Linked DNA regions of Sus scrofa: all the other regions are linked to region 2. The links are chromatin contacts, called in public Hi-C and HiChIP or PLAC-seq maps. All regions are on one chromosome and are shown on one strand. The core of a region is the stretch at or near the end of the contact, and the rest is flanking DNA. Distances in the headings are between cores, read along the strand shown.

Region 1 (2,700 bases), core at 43-2,542, 92 kb before region 2:
GCAATGCTCACCCAGGGGCACATCAAATTCTGGCTATGGAGAGTCTCTCAGATGATGTATAAAGGAAAGCAAATTGCCCTTTCATTTGATTTTTTTCTTTCTTAAAATTTTTATTTTATTTTACTTTTTAATTTTTTTAAATTTATTTTTTTATTTGATTTTTTTCTTAAAAATGTTTTTTTCTACTAGAGTTGATTTACAGTATTTCGTCAACTTCTGTAGAGTAAAGTGACCCAGTCATACATATTTATACATTTTTTTCTCATTTTATCTTCCACCAGGGCCTCATTGCTTATGATTTTTTTCTTTTTATGGCTGTCGCCATGGCATAGGGAAATTCCCAAGCTAGGAACTGAAACAGAGCTGCAGCTACTGGCCTACACCACAGCTACAGCAACACCGGTGGATCCAAGCTGGATCTGTGAACTACACCACAGCTCACGGCAATGCTGGATCCTTAACCCACTGAGCAAGGCCAGGGATCAAACCTGCATTCTCACGGTCACTGTGTCAGGTTCTTAACCCGCTGAGGCACAACAGGAACTCCTGATTTTGAAAGCCTCTAATTGGCTCTTTGCATTTGGATGGGTAGGTTGGGCCACTGTAATTTGGCACAGTCCGATGTTACTTGAGAGACCTCACTGATGGCAACTCCAAAGGAAAGCCTAAAACTTAAACTCTATTATGGGCTGCTTTTTGGAATTTGCTTTTTATCCTTATAAAGGGGGTGAGGAATGGTCCGCAAAAAGCCTGAATAGATCCGGATTCAGACACACTGGGCAACAGGTAAAGCTTAAAGGACTATTCAATCACGTGTTTGGCATCAGAGCTGCCCATAGAACCTCCTGGATTTGTCATGCTTCTTGCAGTTAGAAACCCGACTTTCATGCCACCTTTGTTACCCAGAAGTAGGTTTTTGTAATATAAATTACACCACTTGTGACAACACTGGAAACTGGAACTGTCCTCTCCATTAAAGATGGAGTGACTTTGGAGCTTGTGACTAGGTTAAGTGGCTTGTCTGGATCATGCAGTGAGTTGACAGCTAGGGGTGCATCCCTGACCCTATCACTTCTATGCCAGCAGCCACAGTAGTGTTTCCAGAGGGGCACCCCAGTAGCAGAACACCTGGCCAGGTGAGGAAGCCCATGAGAGGCGCGCCAGACACCTATACTATCTTCAGCGGGTGATACTTACTTGTAAGTCAGGTAATGAATGTAATTGCACTCCAGGGAGTGGTTGCCAACGTGATTTAGCAAACTTGTTTCTCATCTCCTATTTTTATCACATGCAAAAGACACACCCGCCTTTGCCTGCACATTTCTGTAACACACACCACTTCTCTAGCAAAGGGACTACTGTGTCCTGAGCAGTGCAAATCCAGGTTCCATGGGGGCTGTGATGCCCATGTGGATAGACTATCTTGTTGCTGTTCTTCTTGAATTTTAGTTCTAGAGATATAAAATATTTTCTTCTTCACTGAGATTCTTGAAGAAGATGAAGTAAAGCTATCCAATTAGATGTAAGTACTTATTACTAAAGTATTTAGGCTAACCTGGATTAGAAGATATTTCCTGAGTCATAGGAAGAGAAAGAAATCTTCTCACCCAGACTTTAGTGATTTCTGTTTGTTAGGGCATGCTACCAAATCCTTTAAGAAGTTGTTAAAATTTACAAAAATATATGTTTGAAGAATACAGTCATACATTTAAAAAATGACTGGAGTTCCTGCTGTGGCACAAGGGGATCAGCAGCATCTCTGCAGCACCAGGACAAAGATTTGATTCTTGGCCCAACACAGTGGATTAAAAGATTAGCAGTTGCTGCAGCTGCGGTGTAGGATGCAACAGCAGCTCAGATATGATCCCTGGCCTGGGAACTCCATGTGCCTTGGGGTAGCCAAAAAAGAAAAAAGGAGAAAAATGCTTGCCAAAAATTTTTATGACCCAGAGATAATCATTTGCTAATATTTAAAAAAAATTTTTTTTTCATTTTAGATGGTTTACAGTGTTCTGTCAACTTTCTACTGTACAGCATGGGGACCTGGTTACACATACATGTATAGATTCTTTTTTCTCACATTATTATGCTCCATCACAAGTGACGAGACATAGTTCCCAGTGCTATACAGCAGGCATTTGCTAATATTTTGATGTATTTGCTTGCAGAACATTTTCTTTCTTTTTTTCAGTCTTCTGTCTGTATTTCTTTTTTGCTATTTAGGGCCACACCTGTGGCATATGGAGATTCCCAGGCTAGGGGTCCAATTGGAGCTACAGATGCCTGCCTCTGCCAGAGCCACAGCAACAACATCAGACCTGAGCCACATCTGCAACCTACACCACAGCTCGTGGCAACACCGGATCCTTAACTCTCTGAGCGAGTCCAGGGATCGAACGTGGAACCTCACGGTTCCTAGTTGGATTCGTTTCTACTGCGCCATGACGGGAACTCCTGCAGAACATTTTCTATGCCCAAGCTGAACTTCCTACATGAGCTAATACCTAGGCACCTAGCAATCTAAGTAAAACATAACCAGAAAGTAGATACCAAGAGGTAGAGCTGAAGATACTAATAAAAAATGTCATCCTCAAAATTGCGGGAAAAAATCAAGAAAAGGCATACAATCGTAAAGGTGGTAGGGCCTTAGAGGCTCCAAGCACAATCTTTTACACTGTGAATTGGCTCCTGAGAAAAAAT
Region 2 (2,700 bases), core at 45-2,544:
ACCCATTATCAATTCCAGGATCCCATCCATTTAATTGTTGTGTCTCTTAGGCTCCCCTTGGCTGTGACAATTTCTGACTTCCTGTTTTCGATGTGTACCAGTTAGGTGTTAGGATGACCCTTCTATTGCGATTTGATATTCTTCTCATGGTTAAACGGGCCTTTGGATTTTTTAGGTGAACGATCATAGACCTAAACTGCCACTTTAATCACATTAGAAGCATACATACTACCAATGTGTTGACTGTGATCACCTGGTTGAGGTGATATTGTCAGGTTTTTCTGCGCTACTACAGTCACCCTCCGCCCCCCACTTCGGTGCTGTCCTCTTGGGAAAGAATACCTAAACCTCTGTGGCTCACAAGTTATTATTTCAGTGTTTTATATCATTACAGACTAAAAATAAAACTTGTCACAAACCAGTGCTCTCTTTAGAAAAATTTAAAAAATTTACGTTTTTCAGTATCTTCAAATGGTCAGTCTCTTGCAAGGGTAGTTTTGTATTCTGGTGATAACTGGTCCAGTTTTGATTTCTCAGTTTTGAAGCAGTGGATTTTAAGGCTAAGTAGAAAAGCCAATAGTTTTTGCTTTTATGAGCCGTGAAACTAACGTCAGCCTGATGCAAGATTCAGAGTTTCTTCTGACTATAACTGGTTTGTGCTGAGGTCGTTTGGAACCGTGTTTAATATATTGTGCAGTGCAAACGTGCTTCCTATCGGAAGGGTTATTTTAATTTACCTTTAGTGGATTATTCCAAATCTGAAATCATAGGGGAAGTTACTGAAATGTTGGGTCTCCATTAATTGACATGTTGAAAGCTACAGCGAGCGGGAGCACCCTCTACAGGTTAGTAGTGTAACCAAAAAGACGCAAGACTAGTTTCCTCTTCGTTATTACTTTTGAACTAAAAAGTAGTGGAAAAGAGGTTTCATCTTTTTTCCAAAAATTGCACCAAGATAAAGCAGAGCTCTAACCGGTGCGGGTGTGTTGTTTAGGCGTTAGCAGTACTGCCCTCACTATGCGTTCATTGGACAGTAGCGCAACCCCAAGAAAAGGATGGTTGAATGATGGCGCCGTTCGCGCCGGGAGCTCCAAGCACCAATACCAGGTTTGCTTGTGGTGACTAATCCGGACGTCCCGCCCCAGTCGCCTAGTAGCTGTTGTACCTCTGTTGATCACAGCTCCCCGAGCAAACCACCTGCTCCTCGTTTTCTGGGGCTTTGAAGGTCGCAAAGAGACCGCTCAGTGTTACCCAGAAGGCCACGCGCCGGTATTGAGCTTATTTGCATACGTGCTCCTGCCGGGGCGGGGCTGACAGGGGGCAGGGCCGCGCGCGCTCACGCCCTTGTCAGATGGCGGCCGGGACGTAGTTCTGCTGCCGCAGTGGTGGTTGATTCGGGTCTTGTCACCGACTATTACATATTCGAGGCATTAACAGCCCCCTTGGGCAATAGCAGTTCTCCTCATGACGCCCAATTTTACCATGCCTGTGGGCGCGCGTTCTCAGGCCCTCGGGATGCGTCTGAGCCAGCAGTGCTGGGGGGGGTCCGGGGTTCGGCAGGCGGGGGCGCCCCGGGCCGGCAGCTGACGCGTGCCCGCTGTTTCCCGTTGCAGGTGGCTCTTCTGGGCATGGACATCCTATCCGCGCTGGTCACCCGGCTGCAGGATCGCTTCAAGGCGCAGATCGGCACAGGTGAGCTGCAGGCGGGCGTGGGCTTTCCTCTCTAGCCTCCACGTCCCGCTCCTCAGCCTTCTGCTCCAGCCTCTACCCTTGTCCCTCCTGCGGGTTCCCCAGCTTTCCCCTCCATCCCCGACTCCGCCTCCTCCCCTGTCTTACCCTCCAGCCCCCGCCCCTGGCCAGCCCACGCCGCTCCTGCATCTTTAGATGCCAGGGCTGCACCGCCGCCCTCCCTCACCTACTGGGCGCCCCACCCGCCGCCTCACCACGCCTCCTGGCGCCCTCCCGGCTTTCCACACCTTTCTGCTGGTCTCTTCCACCTTTCTGCTCTAGTTACAAACTATTACTTCTATTTCTTTTGCCCGTTAGCTCTCACACTGTGGTGCCTGTCCCTAACTCTTGACTTTGAGTTTCTATTTTTTTTTTATTACTCAATGAATTTATCACATCTGTAGTTGTATAATGATTATCACAATCCAGTTTCACAGGATTTCCATCCCACAACCCAAGCACATCCCCCCACCCCCCAAACTGTCTCCTCCGGAGACCATAAGTTTTTCAAAGTCTGTGAGTCAGCATCTGTTCTGCAAAGAAGTTCAGTCTGTCCTTTTTTTCAGATTTGACTTTGAGTTTCTTTGAGAACTCTGGAGACCGGATGTCCTTTCCAGATTATTGTTGGTGTGATTGTTTTCACTTTGGTTGTAAATGTCATTACAAGTGTGTGGTAAATCATCACTCATTTTGAAGGAAAAACCCTAAGTTGGTAAAATGAAATAAAAATATCTGCAGGTTTCATACATTAAGAGATGATTTAATTCCTGATGTCTGGACATCCATGACAGTATAAATATTAAGCAGCTCTGTTTGTGCAATATTTCCTTATAGAATTTCTCCATTTCAGTGGGTGCGCATAGACTTGTTCTATTCGGTTAACTCTCTGGGTAGTGTGCATCTTTAGATAAAGTCAGGCACTCTTCCTACTCTGGCACAGGCTGTCCAGCGACAAATAAAAATCCCCCTCAC
Region 3 (2,700 bases), core at 130-2,629, 120 kb before region 2:
CAAGGGACACCCCACCGGAGTGACCACTCACTTGTCCCTCTCCCTGGGACTAGGTCTTTGTGTGCCCACCCCCACCTCCTCTTCCACACCCAGCAGCCAGTAGCACAGGACAGGTGCCCAGGAACATGGGTGACTAATGACAGTGAAAATGGGAGAAATGCCTCAGCTCACTGGGAAGGAGGAGAGCAAAGGAGAAGGTTGTCTTTTTTCTTTCTTTTCTTTTTTGGGCCACTCCTGAGGCATATAGAAGTTCCCAGGCTAGGGTTTGAATTTGAGTTGCAGCTGCTGGCCTACATCACAGCTCCAGCAATGCCAGATTGAAGCCAATTCTGCAACCTGCACCACAGCTCACAGCAATGCTGGATCCTTAACCCGCTGAGCGAGGGCAGGGATCAAACCCACATCCTCATGGATACTGGTCAGATTTGTTTCCGCTGTGCCACAACAGGAACTCCTATATATCTATTCTTTTTCAGACTCTTTTCTCTTTCTTTCTTTTTTTTTTTTTTTCTTTTTCTTTTTACAGCTGAACCTATGGCATGTGGAACTTTCCAGGCTAGAAGTCAAATTGGAGCTGCAGCTGCCAGCCTGTACCACAGCTACAGCAGTGCAGAATCCGGCCCCATCTGTGGCCTACACCACAGTTTGTGGAAATACCAGATCTTGAACCCACTGATCAAATCCAGGGATTGAACCCACATCCTCACGGAGACTGTGTCGGGTCCTTAACTCGCTGAGCCACAGCAGGAACTCCCAGACTCTTTCCTTTATATGTTATTACAAGATATTGGGTAGAGTTCTCTGTGCTCTAGGATCGTGTTGTTTCAAGTAACAGATTTTTGAAAAACTGACAGATTTGAAACAAATACCATCTTGAAAGGGTCAAGTCTTATCAGAACAAGCAGCACTGGAAATTCTACTGCCAGAGAGCAGCTTGAGAGCCCTGCTGGGAAAGAAGCAGACGTCCCAATACATCCCTGGTCCAGTCAGGCTGACATGGCCCAGCGCTGGCGCTGCAGGGGCTGAAGGACATTCCTGTGGCCCCAGTGAATTCGGGAAATAGAAACCTTCCTTCCCTCCTGAGGTCCTCATGTGAACAGGTGTAGCTTCCAAAAGTCTCAGCAAGCTGAAGACAGGGGCTCTGGGAAGCCTGCGGGGAGTGCTTGACACCTGTTTTGCTAGTACTATGCAAGGAAGACCATAGTTACTTTTGCCACCCCCCCCCAAGTGTGATCTGTGGGGGAGCCCCCCCACCTCCCGCATGCATTGTAAACATGTCTTAAATAATTTGCCCCTCTTTTCCTGGTTAAACATTACCCACAGCTGCCTGCTAGATGGAAAAAGTGGCCAGCAAATCACGGAGCAGGTATGTGTCAGTGAGGAATGTCCCATCAGCCAGCAGGGACGCTGACCCTTGGTTTAACAGCCTGGGGGTGGGAGGCCATAAAGTCATTTGTGCAAACTGTTGGGTTTGCTTCATGGCTCCTGCCAGAACAAGTCCTTTCTCTGATGTTGTAAGGACCCCACACACATTCAGCAGGCAGGTCCTTTAAGTGAACTATAGGGGCCAGTGGCAAGGTTATTTGTTTTTACTTCAAAAAACCATGTTTTCAGAACAAATTAAAAATTTGTTCTGGGAGTTCCCATTGTGGCTCAGTGGTAACAAACCCAGCTAGAATCCATTAAGGATGTGGGTTCGATCCCTGGCCTCTCTCAGTGGACTAAGGATCCAGCGTTGCCACGAGCTGTGGTGTAGGTCACAGACACAGCTCGGATCCCTTGTGGCTGTGGCTGTGGTGCAGGTTGGCAGCTGCAGCTCCAATTTGATCCCTAGCCTGGGAACTTCGTGTGCCGTGGGTGGGGCCCTGAAAAAAGAATTTATTTTGGAGTTCCCGTTGTGGCTCAACAGGTTAAGAACCCGATGCAGTATCCATGAGGATGCGGGTTCAATCCCTGGCCTTGCTCAGTGGGTTAAGAATCCAGCATTGCCACAAGCTGTGGGGTCACAGCTACAGCTCGGATCCCTTGTTGCTAGGCTGGCAGTTGCAGCTCCAATTTGACCAACTCGCCTGGGACGTTCCATATGCTGAGGATACAGCTCTAAAAAGCAAAAAATAAAAAATTAAATTAAATTTTAAAAAATAAAAATTTCTTCTTTCTAGTGCATTGTAGCTTCCCTTTATTTTCCCCTCAATGGATCTTTTTTTTAAAAAAAAATTGAAGTTCCCGTCGTGGTGCAGTGGTTAACGTATCCGACTAAGAACCATGAGGTTGCGGCTTCGGTCCCTGCCCTTGCTCAGTGGGTTAACGATCCGGCCGTGAGCTGTGGTGTAGGTTGCAGACGAGGCTCGGATCCCGCATTGCTGTGGCTCTGGCGTAGGCTGGCGGCTACAGCTCTGATTAGACCCCTAGCCTGGGAACCTCCATATGCCGCGGGAGCGGCCCAAAGAATTAGCAAAAAGACAAAAAAAATAAAAATTAAAAAATTTTTTAAAATTAAAAAAATTATGTGAGTATAATGGATTTATAATGTTGTGTTAGTTTTAGGTTGCAAAGTGATTCAGTCCTACACATACCTATTCTTTTGCAGATTCTTGTTCACTATAGGTTATTACATGATATTGAGCAGAGTTCCCTGAGCTCTATAGCAGGTACTTATTGATAATCTATTTTATATATAATACTGTTTATCTAATAATC

Evidence for each region. A called contact is a pair of places that touch in the nucleus more often than the background predicts. HiChIP or PLAC-seq counts read pairs in DNA pulled down with a chosen protein or histone mark.
Region 1: a contact with region 2 is called in an H3K27ac HiChIP or PLAC-seq map of skeletal muscle. The contact joins two enhancer-like sites. A contact is called at or near these places in 4 of 47 Hi-C or Micro-C datasets (embryonic fibroblasts, omental adipose tissue and skeletal muscle) and 2 of 2 datasets of contacts at active chromatin or transcription factors (alveolar macrophages and skeletal muscle).
Region 3: a contact with region 2 is called in a Hi-C map of fetal liver, with 2.3 times the contacts expected there. The contact joins two enhancer-like sites. A contact is called at or near these places in 1 of 5 promoter capture datasets (liver), 24 of 47 Hi-C or Micro-C datasets (adipose tissue, alveolar macrophages, blood and 13 more) and 2 of 2 datasets of contacts at active chromatin or transcription factors (alveolar macrophages and skeletal muscle).

The regions. Positions count from the first base shown.
Region 1 is chr15:29,769,284-29,771,983 of Sscrofa11.1, forward strand. No RefSeq gene overlaps it. Among named protein-coding and RNA genes, the nearest start is that of CLASP1, 12 kb to the right of the region's middle. Within about 2 kb of position 1,293, at least 1 of the 83 cell types and tissues checked has an H3K27ac peak or open chromatin away from gene starts, as enhancers often do. A contact at or near this core is called in skeletal muscle, where this site is marked.
Region 2 is chr15:29,860,962-29,863,661 of Sscrofa11.1, forward strand. CLASP1 (CLIP-associating protein 1) reads left to right here. Exons shown (of 38, transcript XM_021075175.1): 4 at 1,614-1,692. Among named protein-coding and RNA genes, the nearest start is that of CLASP1, 80 kb to the left of the region's middle. Within about 2 kb of position 1,295, at least 80 of the 83 cell types and tissues checked have an H3K27ac peak or open chromatin away from gene starts, as enhancers often do. A contact at or near this core is called in fetal liver and skeletal muscle, where this site is marked.
Region 3 is chr15:29,742,827-29,745,526 of Sscrofa11.1, forward strand. No RefSeq gene overlaps it. Among named protein-coding and RNA genes, the nearest start is that of NIFK, 23 kb to the left of the region's middle. Within about 2 kb of position 1,380, at least 3 of the 83 cell types and tissues checked have an H3K27ac peak or open chromatin away from gene starts, as enhancers often do. A contact at or near this core is called in fetal liver, where this site is marked.